Regions from separate parts of the Mus musculus genome. Here all the other regions are linked to region 4. A link is a contact called in public HiChIP or PLAC-seq data. All regions are on one chromosome and are shown on one strand. Each heading gives the region's core, a stretch centred on a gene start, on an enhancer-like site or on the middle of the called end of the contact. The rest is flanking DNA. Distances are from core to core; before and after follow the strand shown. Region 1 overlaps Ak5 (adenylate kinase 5). Region 2 has its middle 6.0 kb from the start of Gipc2. Region 3 overlaps Ak5 (adenylate kinase 5). Region 4 overlaps Miga1 (mitoguardin 1).

What was found. HiChIP or PLAC-seq counts read pairs in DNA pulled down with a chosen protein or histone mark.
Region 1: a contact with region 4 is called in a FOXA1 HiChIP or PLAC-seq map of pancreatic cancer cells. The contact joins two enhancer-like sites. A contact is called at or near these places in 2 of 484 Hi-C or Micro-C datasets (the HL-1 cell line and embryonic stem cells), 1 of 115 datasets of contacts at active chromatin or transcription factors (pancreatic cancer cells) and 1 of 9 other capture datasets (adipose tissue).
Region 2: a FOXA1 HiChIP or PLAC-seq map of pancreatic cancer cells shows a contact between it and region 4. The contact joins two enhancer-like sites. A contact is called at or near these places in 3 of 39 promoter capture datasets (embryonic stem cells, liver and maxillary cranial neural crest), 1 of 115 datasets of contacts at active chromatin or transcription factors (pancreatic cancer cells) and 3 of 9 other capture datasets (adipose tissue, liver and pancreatic islet).
Region 3: a contact with region 4 is called in a FOXA1 HiChIP or PLAC-seq map of pancreatic cancer cells. The contact joins two enhancer-like sites. A contact is called at or near these places in 1 of 115 datasets of contacts at active chromatin or transcription factors (pancreatic cancer cells) and 2 of 9 other capture datasets (adipose tissue and liver).

The regions. Positions count from the first base shown.
Region 1 is chr3:152,554,753-152,557,935 of GRCm38.p6, reverse strand. The region is part of intron 6 of Ak5 (adenylate kinase 5); the gene reads left to right. Among named protein-coding and RNA genes, the nearest start is that of 3110067G11Rik, 67 kb to the right of the region's middle. Within about 2 kb of position 1,290, at least 74 of the 459 cell types and tissues checked have an H3K27ac peak or open chromatin away from gene starts, as enhancers often do. A contact at or near this core is called in the HL-1 cell line and pancreatic cancer cells, where this site is marked.
Region 2 is chr3:152,170,170-152,173,535 of GRCm38.p6, reverse strand. No RefSeq gene overlaps it. Among named protein-coding and RNA genes, the nearest start is that of Gipc2, 6.0 kb to the right of the region's middle. Within about 2 kb of position 1,460, at least 30 of the 459 cell types and tissues checked have an H3K27ac peak or open chromatin away from gene starts, as enhancers often do. A contact at or near this core is called in adipose tissue and pancreatic cancer cells, where this site is marked.
Region 3 is chr3:152,510,330-152,513,978 of GRCm38.p6, reverse strand. The region is part of intron 8 of Ak5 (adenylate kinase 5); the gene reads left to right. Among named protein-coding and RNA genes, the nearest start is that of 3110067G11Rik, 23 kb to the right of the region's middle. Within about 2 kb of position 1,253, at least 45 of the 459 cell types and tissues checked have an H3K27ac peak or open chromatin away from gene starts, as enhancers often do. A contact at or near this core is called in pancreatic cancer cells, where this site is marked.
Region 4 is chr3:152,306,901-152,310,565 of GRCm38.p6, reverse strand. The region is part of intron 7 of Miga1 (mitoguardin 1); the gene reads left to right. Among named protein-coding and RNA genes, the nearest start is that of Miga1, 32 kb to the left of the region's middle. Within about 2 kb of position 1,820, at least 129 of the 459 cell types and tissues checked have an H3K27ac peak or open chromatin away from gene starts, as enhancers often do. A contact at or near this core is called in the HL-1 cell line, adipose tissue and pancreatic cancer cells, where this site is marked.

The DNA.
Region 1 (3,183 bases), core at 41-2,540, 250 kb before region 4:
CCGCCCTACCTAGCCCAGCCCTCCCCTCCCGGTCTAGCCACGCCCCATCCTATTCAGCCCCGCCCTGCCAAGCCTAGCCCCGCCTTGTCTGTAAGTGGCTCTAGTGTCAAGAAATGTCCTCCTAACTAGAGAAGAGAGCAGGCCTCTCTGTGAGGAAATAGACTGTGCACTGGCCTTAGCCACAGCAGATGCCCTTGGACCCTGATCCTCATCAGGTGGTGGGGTTCCGTTTTTTGTTTCTCTTGACCATAATCTTCTTTTGTATGTTTTAAATAGAATCCCTCTTCCCCCTTAGATTACTGACGTGTTACAACTGTCTATGGCTCTCAGAACTCTCTTGGCATTTCTCCCTATGGCTGACGACTGCGCTTGTTGCATCATCTTTCTGGTTATGCTATTTTTTTATTTTAATTTCCTTTATTCTGCCAGTGGGTTCTTGTTAAAGAAATAAGTGAAATATGTCCCGGTGCATAAATATTCTGGAGTAATGTCCTCATTCATAAATGTGCAACAAGGAAGAATGTGTACCATAAGGAAAGAGGGAGAAACACGAGGAAATACTGTCACCATAGAACGAGCAGGATGGCAGGAAGAGAATAATAGATTAATGCAAAATGGAGGTGTAGTATTTGAGGAGTCACTACGAATGGCAGGAAACGATGTCAGGAATTAACTCTAAAATTGTGATCAAGAAATAACATAGGAGCTGGAGAGATGGCCCAACTGTCATGAGTACTCTCTGCTCTTGCAGAGGGCCCAGATTCAGTTCCCAACACCCACACAACGGCTCAGACCCATCTGTAACTCCAGTTCCAAGGGATCCAGTGCTCTCTTCTGCCTCCCACAGGCACACACAGGTAGTGCACATACCTATAGACAGGCAAACCACTCATACACATAAAATAAAAATAAAGTAAATCTTTAAAGAAAAAGATTAACAGTAAAGGCACACTATTAATAATAACAGAAAACAAATAAATCATGTTTGCCTGCCAAAAATACAAGACTGCTGGTTTTCTTTAAGCCTTAATAATGTGATAACCACAGCGTTGCTTCTTATAATGTCTGTGCTCCTGACTACACAGATCACTTTTTATAAATCAATACTATCTTTAAGCTCTTGGCCAAATAGAGATTTGAGGCTCTGTCAAGGACTATACAGGGTTACCAGAAGCCAGTCCTTTCCAAGAGTCTGTGGGGTTTTTTTAAATTCCAGGAAGACAACATTATAAGCCAGCATAGCTCAGAAACAATAGCGACAGCCCGGCTGGAATGAGTCAGCACTCCCGAGAAAAAGGTGCAGGCTTCCACTGATGGAGAAGTGTAGCCCAGAGTGTGGCAGCCAGCCCGGACAACAGAGCAAAGTGCTGGGGGGAAGGAAGGGAAGGGGAGTGAGGGGAAGAGGAAGAGGAAGAAGGGGAGGGGAGGGGAGGGGAGGGGAGGGGAGGGGAGGGGAGGGGAGGGGAGGGGAGGGGAGGGGAGGGGAGGATGCATATTGGAACTGAGAAACTCAGCATGTAAAAGCCCTTACCATCAAGTCTGACAACCTGAGTTTGGTCCTTGGAAGTAGAAAACCAACTCCCAGAGTTGTCCTCTGACCTCCACGGCATCCCCTACACACAAACACACACACACACAGACACACAGACACACAGACACACAGACACACACACATACATACACATACACACACACATACACACACATACATACATACATACACATACACACACACATAAACACACACACATACACACACACATACACACACATACATACACACACACATACATACATACACATACACACATACACACAAACACACACATACACACACACACATACACACACATACATACACACACACATACATATACATATACACACACATACTCACACACACACACACACATTCATTTTAAAGATAACAAACTTAGAAATCCACAATCGTTTGTCCTTGAAAACATTAGCAATTTTATGCTGAGTACCACTGGAAATTTCTAAGCTGTGTGATAACCAACTTTAATCATCACTAACTTTATTTCACTGAGAGCCAAGCAAAGAAACTCGGGGCCTGCTTAGCATTTTGAACGTGTGCACGTTTCGAACGTGTGCACGGAGAGGAGCACGCTTCCTTATTGTTTTCAGTTTTTATCATCATTATCATTGTCAGCGTGTGTGTACGTGGGATGTGTGTGTGTGGTATGTAGGGGTGGTGTGTGTGTCTGTGTATGTGTGATGTGTGTGTGTGGTGTATGTGTGTGCTGTAGGAAGGTGGTATGCATGTGTATGTGTTGTATATGTGTGTGTTTGTGTATTTATGGTGTGTGTGGTGTGTGTGTGAAGTGTGTTTGTATATGTGTGTGTTTGTAGTGTGTGTGTCTATGGTGGGAGTGTGTGTGTGTGTGTGTGTGAAGTCAGAAGACAACTTTCAAGCATGCTCTCTTTCCACCTTGTTGGCAGGGTGTCTCTTGTTTCTGCCATGCTGACTTTCACACTGCTAAGCCATCACGTCAGCTCAAAGGGAACAATGTCTACGAGGCGTTCCTAGATGAACAATATAGGAAAGCGCCTAACCGTGCTGGCCACTCAGTCCCTAAACCCCAGAGAGACCTCCCAGTCGGACAGTGCTGACTGGGTCCAGCGTGACTCTGCTTACAGAGGAAGTGTAGCCAGAGTGCATTGAGGCAGACTTGGGGTTACCACAGAGAAGGGTGACACTGTCTGTGTCAAGTTCCTCCTGCCCAGGATTAGCCCGACTCTTCATCTGCTCCTAGCATTTTTAAACGTTGAGGTCATTTGAAAAGCAAACAGCAATCCTGTTTATCTTCTGTCTAAAACCAACTTTTCCATCCGTAATGCGCTGCTTGAAGCAAGAAATCTATTATTTCTGAGTAAAATTTGTCTGCTAGAACCCCAGCCTGGGTATATTCTCCTACCAAGGCTTCCTTGGTTACATGTTGTCTTGTTATTCTGCTATGGCATAATGACACACTGAGTTTAGAAACCCTATGGGCATGCACATACGTAAAAGTGGCTACAAGGGGCCGGAGAACTGCCTGAGCAATTAAAAAACATAGTTGCTTTTACAGAAGACCCAGGTTTGATTTCCAATACCCACATGGCAGTTCACAGGGCATCCAGTGCCCTCTCCTGACCTCCTTTAGTACCGGGCACACACAG
Region 2 (3,366 bases), core at 211-2,710, 140 kb after region 4:
GTTTATTGGAATGCCAGGCATGGTGGCACAGGCCCTTGATTCCAGCACTCGGGAGGCAGAGGCAGGCAGGTCCCCATGATTTCCAGGCCAGCCTGGTCTACAGAGTGAGTTCCAGATAGTCAAGGCTACACAGAGAAGCCCTATCATGAAAAACAAAGAGAGAGAGAGAGAGAGAGAGAGAGAGGAGCTTATTGAGTAAGTTCACTGCTACAAAATGAATTACCAAATATGGCAAAAGTATTTTTGGATAATATTTCCTAGTACAAAGTTTCCAGTGCAACTATGGGAGAGTCAGGGTGACAGTGTGTGCCTGTAACCTCTGTATCTGGGAGGAGGAGGCTAGAGGGTCGAGTTCAAGGCCAACACAAGCCACAAGTAAAGACCCTGAAACCAACAACAAGATTAAGCAAAACACCAACAGAAAATAAAGTGAGAGATATTTGTCTGTGCTTGAGAACTTTTCCAGGTATACTTATTTTAGGCTCAAAATATAACAACTGAAGAAAAAAAAAATACTCCCAGAGAAAAGAATTAGGAAATATTTAAAGAGAGACGAACGTTCCACGTTAGAGTGGAACTTTAGCAATTATATTGTAACTTCTACAGTATGAAATCTGAGAGCAGTTATGGGTAGTGCACACCTGTCACTCCAGCATTCTGTGTTCCTTTTCTCATGAAGGGAAAGTAGGTCGGGCACTTAAAAATTTGGGAGTGTGGCTACTTTTGAGAGACAGGGTCTCACTATGTAATTCTGCCTGGCTTGGAACTTGCTGTGTAGATTAGGGAGGCCTCCAACTTATAGCAATCCTCCTGCCTTGATTCCCAAGTGCTGGAGTGACAGGTGTGCACTACCCATAGCTGCTCTCAGATTTCATACTGTAAAAACTACAATATAATTGCTAAAGTTCCTCTCTAACGTGGAACGTTCGTCTCTCTTTAAATATGTTCTAACTCTTTTCTCTGTCACAGCTGTCTCTTGTCCTCACCACCACTGTAGTGGGGCTGGTGGTGTGGCTCGGTGAGCTAAGTGCTTGCTTAGTGCTTGCTTAGCATTCACGAAGCCTAGGGTTTGACCTCCACCATCACATGCAGCAGACACGATCAGGATTTTAAAGTCACCCTCTGCCATACAGTCTCTGTGAGGCCAGCCTGTGAGAGTGAGACTGTCTCAAAAAATAAAAAAATCAGTTAATAAAAGCTCACTGTAAAAGTTATGTTCAGTGTTAGTTCTTTGTATGGGAAATACCTTTGTCTCTGTGCATGTGCCTATGCATGTGTGTGTATGTACATGTGCATATCCATGTTGTGAGTGAGTGTGTGTAGGTCAAAGGGCAACATCGGATGCTGGACCTATCTTCCACATTTCTTGAGGCGGGGTTTCTGCTTGCTCTGTGAGCTTCCTGGGAATCTCCCACCATTCCCTCCTGACCTGTAGGAGTGCTGGAGTCACACCGTGTGCTACTGCATCCAGTTTCATGTGAGTCATAGGCACACAAGTTCACGTCTTCTTGCTCACTCGGGGCTCTGCTGTGGGAGTCTCTGCAGGCTTTATGGCCAGCAGGGAAACAATTCGTCCAGGTAAGAATGAAACTCGGTTCAGCTTGGCTGAGTTACCTTGTGCTCCTTCAAACTTTAGAGTCTGACACCAGTTGTTTTATTTTAGCAATTTTGGGAAAAGATTTTCTGATAACAACAAACTAGTCCCATGTTTACATTGAAATGCTTTACAAAATACATCTGGCATCTTTCACAAAGATGAGTACTGTGGACTCAGAGATAGTGCCCAAGATTTAGGGTCTAGGGAGACTGACTGAGGTGGTCAGGATTAGCCTGCCCTTAAGAGAGCACAGAGGTTAGGCTGTACACGGGAAGATTTAATGGCCTAGAAGCAATGCTCAGGATGTATGGGGAAAGAGTCTGGAGTAAGCGCAACACAAATTCTGGGGGATATGGGTGAAGCCTGGCTCTACAGATAGCAAAGGCCCACCAGGGTGTAAAATCCAGCCTTTCCAAGCCTTTGGGGGGGTAGGGGGGGATGACAGGTAAACATCTCCTTCCTGCAAAGAGATAAGCCTTCGTTGTTTAACTTTTCCTGGCTTCTCCAGTGCTTATCTGTGTGCACAATGACCTCTTGCCCTCTGACTCATCTCCTTAGCCCTTCAATGAAAATGCATTTTTAAAACTTGCTCTCCTATTTGGAGCTTGTATAAAGGAAACTGCCAGACTCTGAGGCAGCAAGGGCTTGTGGACCAACCTGTTGGTGTTTCTATTTCAGTTTTGTGTCTGATCCTGAGTGGCTAGAATATATGCTCCTTGAACATGCCTGCCTTTTCCTGTGTCTGTTATGGTAGGGCACATTGTATTCAGGTAGCTTGCCCTTTGGTAAGATGGCTCAATGGTAAAAACACTTGCCAGCAAGCCTGATGACTGAGATCCTCGCACGCATACCCCCCCATACACACACACACACACACACACACACACACACACACACACACATACACACACATACACACACACACGTTTTTAGAGTTGCTTAGCATTCAGATTTGTTCTTGCCTCTGTAATGTTTCATTTGTCATAACCTTGGAGAGGCATAGTAATTAGAACTTCACAACACGGCACTTCCTCCAAGTCGAGGCAGAGGTGTTGCATATGAAACAGTGAGCACCAAGCCAGACAGAGAGTAGTCGTGCAGTAGACTCCCAGGCATCTCTTTCCCTTACTGATCTGCAGGCTTCATATCCCATCTTTGTCCCCTTTACTCCACATGTCAATTCTCAATTTCCCACCACTCCTGGCAAATTTTATGTGAATTTCAGCTGAGTTATTTCTTCCTCTCCCTGTCATCTTTGGTCGTTTGTGGTTACCATGCAACTGTAAAAACATGCTATCTTCAAGCCAAGGAAAACTGCATTGCATTTAACAAACCCTGTGTTTATTTTCTCCTAAGTGTTTGCTTACTGAATCTGTCCACAGTGGGGATGTGGGGCAGGGTGGGGTGTGTTTATTCAAAGCTAATGTAATCAGAGGCTATATTTTCTGAGAAAAGTAAGATAGTAAATTTATCTTATGAGTCATTTAATGGTGTATATATTGTCTTATCAACAAGCTAGTAAACCTTTTGGCAGACAAAAAGATTGTATTAATTTGAGAATTTTATTGATTCACTTATACTTGGTCCTACAATTGATACTTTAATATTGTTAGAAATGCCAAATGCCAGTAAATGGAAGAAACAAAGATAGGCAGTAAGGGCACACCCTAATCCTAGATGCAAACTGAAAACCTAAATCTGTTTTTTAATTGTGCTGAGATCATGTGTAGGTTAGCTCTCTCTTATTGAGCCACAAACTTAGCCAGATA
Region 3 (3,649 bases), core at 4-2,503, 200 kb before region 4:
GGATCAAGAGTTCAAGGCTAGCGTAGGCTGTACAATGAGACCTTGTCTTCACAAATGAGGGAAGGCTTAGAGAACCAATCTGAGCCATGCTAGCCAGCAAGTCCTCAGCTGGAAAATGAAGTGAGCATGCAGACTGCGTAGGATAGATGAGTTCTGCAGAACAGACAGGGACCACGGGTGTCAGCAACTGCAGATCGGACAGGGACCACGGGTGTGTGTGCTTGCAAAACCTACAAACCTTCATTTATCCTTGTTCTTTTATTTTCTTCCTGTTATATTCTGAATATTTAAAATTAGAAGCATCGACACATTAATCTTTACATCAACTAGAGACACATACATTGGTTTCTGCAGTCAACGCCCACACAGCCCCTTGGCCCAGAATGTCTGTGCAGTACACAGCTGTGGCGCTGTATGGGGGCAGCCATGCCTAAAGGGCAGGCCTTGGTCTCTAGTCTGGAAAAGGGAAGTCTTCTCTCTTCCTTAGTGACCCTGCTTTTCACTGGCAGCGTCCTCACTTCTGAAGCTTCAGTCCGCACAGGCTCTGTCTTCTCTGAACATTTTCCTCTCTCCCCTCCATGGTGTGTCTTTGTTGTCTAAGTGCTGCCTGTGGGAGACTTGTAGACATGGGAAGGAGCATGTGGCTTCTTGGTTTTGCACCTGTGGGTGTTTTAGTTGAGTGTGCACTGCTCCTGGTGATGTGATTGAGCCTTTTAAATAGTCCCAAAACACACTTAACCCAAAGGCTTTTCAAAAGACAGTGAATGTTTTTCTTTACTGCCTGAGGAGTTTCGTGCTGCCATCTTAAGAGAAAGAGGTCCTCTAAAAGCTGGCTTCCCAGCCCAGCTCACGGCCAGGAGTACACAACTAGGGGTGGTCACACTGCAAAGCATGCTGCGAGATGACTTCTGTGTTGTCCTGTGCTACCCAATATATATATATATATATTGGATGGATGGATGAATAGATAGATAGATAGATAGATAGATAGATAGATAGATAGACAGACAGACAGATAGACAGAAAGATAGATAGCAGAGTGGAAAAATAAAGGGCAACTTGTCCTTGGGCTGAGGGATTTTCAAATATCATTTCAAAAATGGAAGCTGGGATTCTGTTAACTATTGCTGTAACACTGCCTAGAACTTTGGGACTTAAGCCAGCATCTTCTGGTGATTTCTCCATATGAGGTTTGGACACTAGCTTGGCTGAGCAGGTCCTCTGGAATCTACAGGGTTGGTTGTTCTTGGCTGGCTTCCCCATTTACAGTGTGTTGTGGTCTGACTCACGTGTCAGTCTTGCAAAGAAGCCACGACACTACTGAGTGATTTCCTGGAGGAAAATGTGAACAAGTCCAAATGGAGCACTCACCACAGACCAAAGAAACCATCCCAGACAAGTCTAGTTTCATGAACCAAGAAAGTTGAGGGGTTCCTTAAAAGAGTGTGGAGACTCAGCAGCTGCACCCTTGGAGTTCTCTGTACAACGTCCAGGCCGTGCCACTGGAGAGTCTCCTTTGGCTGAGAATAGGGGTTCGCAGATATCATTGACATCAACAGTCAGTTGACTACCATTACCAAGAATTACTCTCTAGAACCTGGAGGCCTTATCCAATCCATTGAAGGTTACCCCAAAAAGATGAAGTCCTATGGACCATGTCCGGTGCCACCTCCATCTCTAGACTCACAACTGTGAGTGTCAGGCTTGCCTCTCCAACCCCTTCAATAGCATAAGCCATTTTCTTACATGAACCCCAGGTAAACACGTGAATATGGACATTGGAGTAAACAGGCAAGTCTGTTTCTCTACTTGTTCCTATCTGGTATCTACTTGTACCTATCTGGTATGATACCTATCTGGTATCTACTTGTACCTATCTGGTACGGGTGGCCAGCAGCTAGCGAGGCAGGGACCAGCCTGTCTGGGATGGTGCAGCACCGTGACTCAGACTTCCCTCCACATGTCCTCTGAAGCCCATGCAGGCAAGCTCAGTCTGCCCTGCAGCACTGGTGGGAGAAGGACGGAGGAAACAGAGCACATGAGGCTGCTGACTACTGTCTGGGAGCTAGTGCAACCTCTCCCCAGCTTCATTCTGTTGACTGAGCATTGAATCACAGAATTGACAGTTGGTCAAGAGTAAGGACAGTGTTCACCATGGCTCCAGTGTGAGGCTCAGTGGGAGGGGATAAGAACGTGAGACCGTGGCTGCCTCTGTGGTGCCATGCAGAGTTTGGTACTATAGAACAGCAAAACAGATGCCAAAACTTTATAAAGCCAGACATGGTAACACATGACTCTAATTCCACTATTCAGGAGGCAAGGCAGGAAACTCATGGGTGTGAAGCCAGCCTGGGCTGTGAAATGGGTTCTCAGCCGACCTTAGCTATATAGGAAGATCCGATGTCCAAAACACAAGAGTTGGGTTTGAAGCTTAGTGATAGAATACTTGCCAAGTGTGTTCAAGGCTCTGGTTTTGACCACTAGACACACCACACATGTACAAACACATAGTACATATGCACACACACATATACCACATAGACTCATACTATACACACACACACCACATAAACTCACACTATACACACACTATACACAGACACACAATACACATACTATATACACATACACACACAATATACATACTATATACACATACACACACATACACTCAAATACACACACAATATACATACTATATACACATACATACATACACATACACTCACATACACACACAATATCATATATACACTGTATACACATACCACATACACAAATACATATATTGTATACATTCTATATATGTACACATATATACCATATACACATACACACACATACACTCACATACTCACACACACAATATACATGCTATATATACATACACACACATATACTCAAATACACAATATACATACTATATACACATACATACACATACACTCACATACACACACAATATCATATACACACTGTATACACATACCACATACACAAATACATATATTGTATACATTCTATATATGTACACATATATACCATATACACACCATATATGCACAGACTATACATATACACATAGTACACACACACACACACACACACACACACACACTCCACCTCCCAAATAGTGAGATTATAGAATGTGTGGCCCTCTCTACTCACTGATCAAAAATATTACAAAAGTCTAAACATCCTCTTGGCCAGTCTAGAAAATCTTTCTTTCGGAAAGATCTCTTCTTGTTATTTCACCTCAGCACAGGCTGGATGGCTGGAGCTGGCTGGAAGATAACCTTCAGATGAGCCTTTTTAGGAAAGCTTCAGGACCATGGATGGTCACGCTCATGTCTTGATGACGATAGCCACCGTATTCAGCATGACAGAGGCCTGATGGAAGGAGCAGACCCTTCAGTTCCAGAGGGGGAGGGGGGAGGGTTCTGACACATAGGTATTTAGTGGTGGAGGTGAGAGGAGAGAACTGTGAGTTGTCAGAAACACATGACTACAGAGTCGGGAACCTATAGACCATGGAGAAAACGCTTCCCTTAAAGCTACTGATTAGAAACAGTGTGTTTCAATCTATAGATTAACAGGGGAAAGGGCCACTCTGTAAGGAGAGCCTGCAATTGGGATGGCTGGGGAGGGC
Region 4 (3,665 bases), core at 571-3,070:
GCAGTGATGAGCTTGCAAGTCCTGGAATGCAACCAGAGCTGTGACTAGTTAGTTGTAGTTACGTCGAGTTTCCTGGCTGCTTAGTGAGGATCCAGTTCTCAGTGTTAGCCACTCTACACTGCTCACAGGGAGAAGCAACTTAAAATCCAAGCAGAGAGAGTGCTTTGTAAAACAAACTTCAGTTTGGATCCCTAGCGCCGATGTAGAAGCCAGATGGGTTGACATGGGCCTGTAATGTCACCTCTGGAGTGGGGGAGAAAAGCAGACCCTGAACCTCATTGGTTGGCCTTCCTAGCTGAATTTTGGAATTTCAGATTCAGTGAGAGACCCTGACTCAAAAAATAAAGTGCCCTCAACAGGATACGCAGACGGCTTTCTGTAAGGCTCAAGGAGCACTACAGCAGAGAGAGGAAATTAAATGCTGCTCTCAGGGCAGGACAGACCTTCCCCAGTATCTCACAGCATCTGTGCTTGTTTGCAATGGGCCTGTAGGAGACTGGGCCACTCAGTCACCAATCATGGGTGGGGACAGGTGGCAAGTGCTTGAGGGTCCCTCTTTTATTCTGCTGAACTGTGGGCAACTGATTGATTCTGCGTAAGGGACAGTTACTGTGTTCCAATGTATGCCAAATGGTGAGTTCACAGGCTTCAAACATGCCCACACAGATAGTCCTGATTAAAATCAGTGGATCATAAAACTAAAAAAGGGGGTGGGGCGTGCATGTGGAAGGGGACCTGTGGGATGAGGGGAGACAAAAGCAGTCAGATGCACTAGATATGTGCATGACATTGTCAAAGAACAGATGGAGTGGATAATAATCAAAAATAGAGAGTGACTTCCAAAGATACCTGCCCCAACCTTCAGCCTCCACATCTAAGCTTCTCTCTATATATTCATGCACCACTCATGCAAACACACACTTAGGAACACACACGCCCATGCACGCGCGCGCACACACACACACACACACACACACACACACACACTTCCCCCCCACTTCTCTGCTTAATGAAGGCAATGCAGCAGAATATTTATGTTGGCCTCTTTAATCCTGTGATAAGAAAGTAGTTTTGCATTTGGCAAGAGGGGAGGAGGGCGCTCTCCTCCAGGGCACTCCTTCTCTTTGGTTCCTCTCCCTGCTTGATGCCAGCATTTGCAAGGCGGGGTAGGAAGCCCAAAGCCAAAGGCCAGTCTGGACTTAGGGAAACCGTGTCAGAAGACACAACCAAGGAAGCCTGCTTGCTGCCTTCACACAGAATGGATCCCTGCGCTAGACCTGAGAGAGGGAAGCTTTGGCTTGAGACTGTGAAACTAGTATTTCAGGATTTAGCAGATGATTTCTACATGCATCTGAATAGATAGATAAGAAGGTGGCTTTCAGGCTTTCTGATCTGTGCTGGACATGGTGACACACTTTTAATACAGCACTCGGGAGACAGAGGGAGGTAGATCTCTGTGAGCTTGAGACCAGCCTGGTTGGCTACATAGCCAGTGAGAGCTACAAGTAAACCTGTCTCAAAAACCAGACAGTTTGCTGCCTACCAGGATGGCTTGCTGCCAAGCCTGACACTTGAGTTCAGTCCCTGGGACCCACATACTATACAGAGAGAATTGAACGCCCACAAGTTGTCTTCTGACCCCAAGTGCACAAATGCATAATCCATAAATGAAATAAGAAAAGTAAACAGATAAAGCGTGTATTGAGCTGTTTCCTGTGCACCGTTTGTGTTATGTGATTCAGATGAGTAAGTCCAGGGCAGGCCTTCAACAGCATGAAATCTGAGTAACCAGCTAGGCCTTCCTCATAGCAAACAATTGGAGCGCAATGCAGTGCGTTCGTACTACTGACTCAGAGCCAGAGCTTCCTGCCCAGCAGAGCCTTAGCTTCCCGCCCTGCCTCTTCTTTCTGTACCTTGTAACTGGAGCCTGCCTGTTTAACAGCCTAAGATAAAGAGCTTGAAAGTAAACAGATCTGGTTTAGGACGTTTGGGGCGTGAGTCAACTCTTGGCTTATCTGCCTCTATTCCTGAGGATTTGTGGAGTTCATTTACAGATCAAATACCACAGCTGTCAAGTGATAGATATGAAGTAGTAGTATCCTACACAATTAGTTTTTCTTAATAAATAAATAACCTTATAAGCTTTTAAAATAGCAAAAATAGATGGTAGATTCAAAAATACTATTTTATTCTCTCTATATGTATATATGCTAAGCATGACAGTTTTCATATACATGAAATATACAATAAAAGTATATCTTACAATAAATAGAAATTTTTATTATCTTTATTATTTTGTTATCTTTCATATATTTTGATAGAAGGTACTTTTTAGCTGGTCCCAGATACTGTGATTGGTAGAATATGGAATCTAAAACCTGACACCAAGGGATGATGGTCACTTTAGCAAGGGCCTTTTGCTACTGTCCTGCACATAGGCCTGTGTCAAACGCCTGACACACTGGGTCTGTGTCAGTTCCAGCTTTGGCAGTGTGTTGTGTGTTTAGAGCAGGAGTTTTCGTTGTTCAGTGGTTTAGTTTTAGGAAGTGGCATGGGTCGTGGGCTTTAGTTGTATCTTTGTCTCTAACTATTCAGACTGAGAATCAATATTCAGGATAAGCATTGGCCTCTGTTTTCATTTGTGGTGCTAGGAATCCAGTGCAGTGCCTTGTGTGCTACACAGTGCTCTAGCCTTGAGACATCCAGCCCGACGTTTCCTTGTCTTTGATTGGTCAGGGTGCTTGTGTAGGACCCAGCTGCTGGATTTCAGAGCAGTTTAACATAAAGGTGATTTGCAAGATAGGGGGCTTTGGAGGCGCTGTGGAATGGATAGGGCTTACACGAATAGAGTTCTAGCTCATTAACCTATAATTTCCTTTTTAAATTAATTAGGCTTTACATTTTATATGCTTATTTTCTTATAAAAATATGTATTGCAATATCAGTATTAGAAGCAACTCTAGAGCCATGAGTGTGATTAGTGTTTGTGGGGGTTTTTGTTTTTGTTTTGATGGAAAAGATTTTGAGATTCTTTTACATTGATGTATAGGAACAAATACCTTGTTTTAGGCCTTACAAACAAACCAGGAATGTTTTCATGTCAATGGCTTGCTATAATATGGGTATACTTTAGGGATTAGGCCCCCACATGATCCGTTGTTTGAACAGAATAAACAAGGATCTTAGACTTGGAATATCTATTCAGAAAAACTGATTTTCTTTTGTGGTTTTGTTATTTTTGTTTGTTTGTTTGTTTTAAGATGGACGCCTCACTGCATAGCATATACTGGCCTTAAAGTCAGTATCTGAGCTGGCTGATGGCTCAGTGGGTTAAAAGCACAGGCCAGTCTACCTGAGATCCCTAGAGCTCACATGGTGGAGGACGAAAACTGAACCCCACAAGTTGTCCTCTGACTTCCACTCACACTCTGTGGCATATGTGCCTGTATACATACATACATACATACATACATACATACATACATACATACATATATACACACATACATACAATAAATGAAAAAGCATGTCTTCTGTATGTTGGCATTACAGGAGCATACCAGCACACATAGCCCAAGTGTAATTTCTTTGTGTATAGAAAACATGGCAAAAGGTGTCAGGGGGAGAAAAATGAAGCTCTTGCTACAGTTGTGGTCATCTGTAGT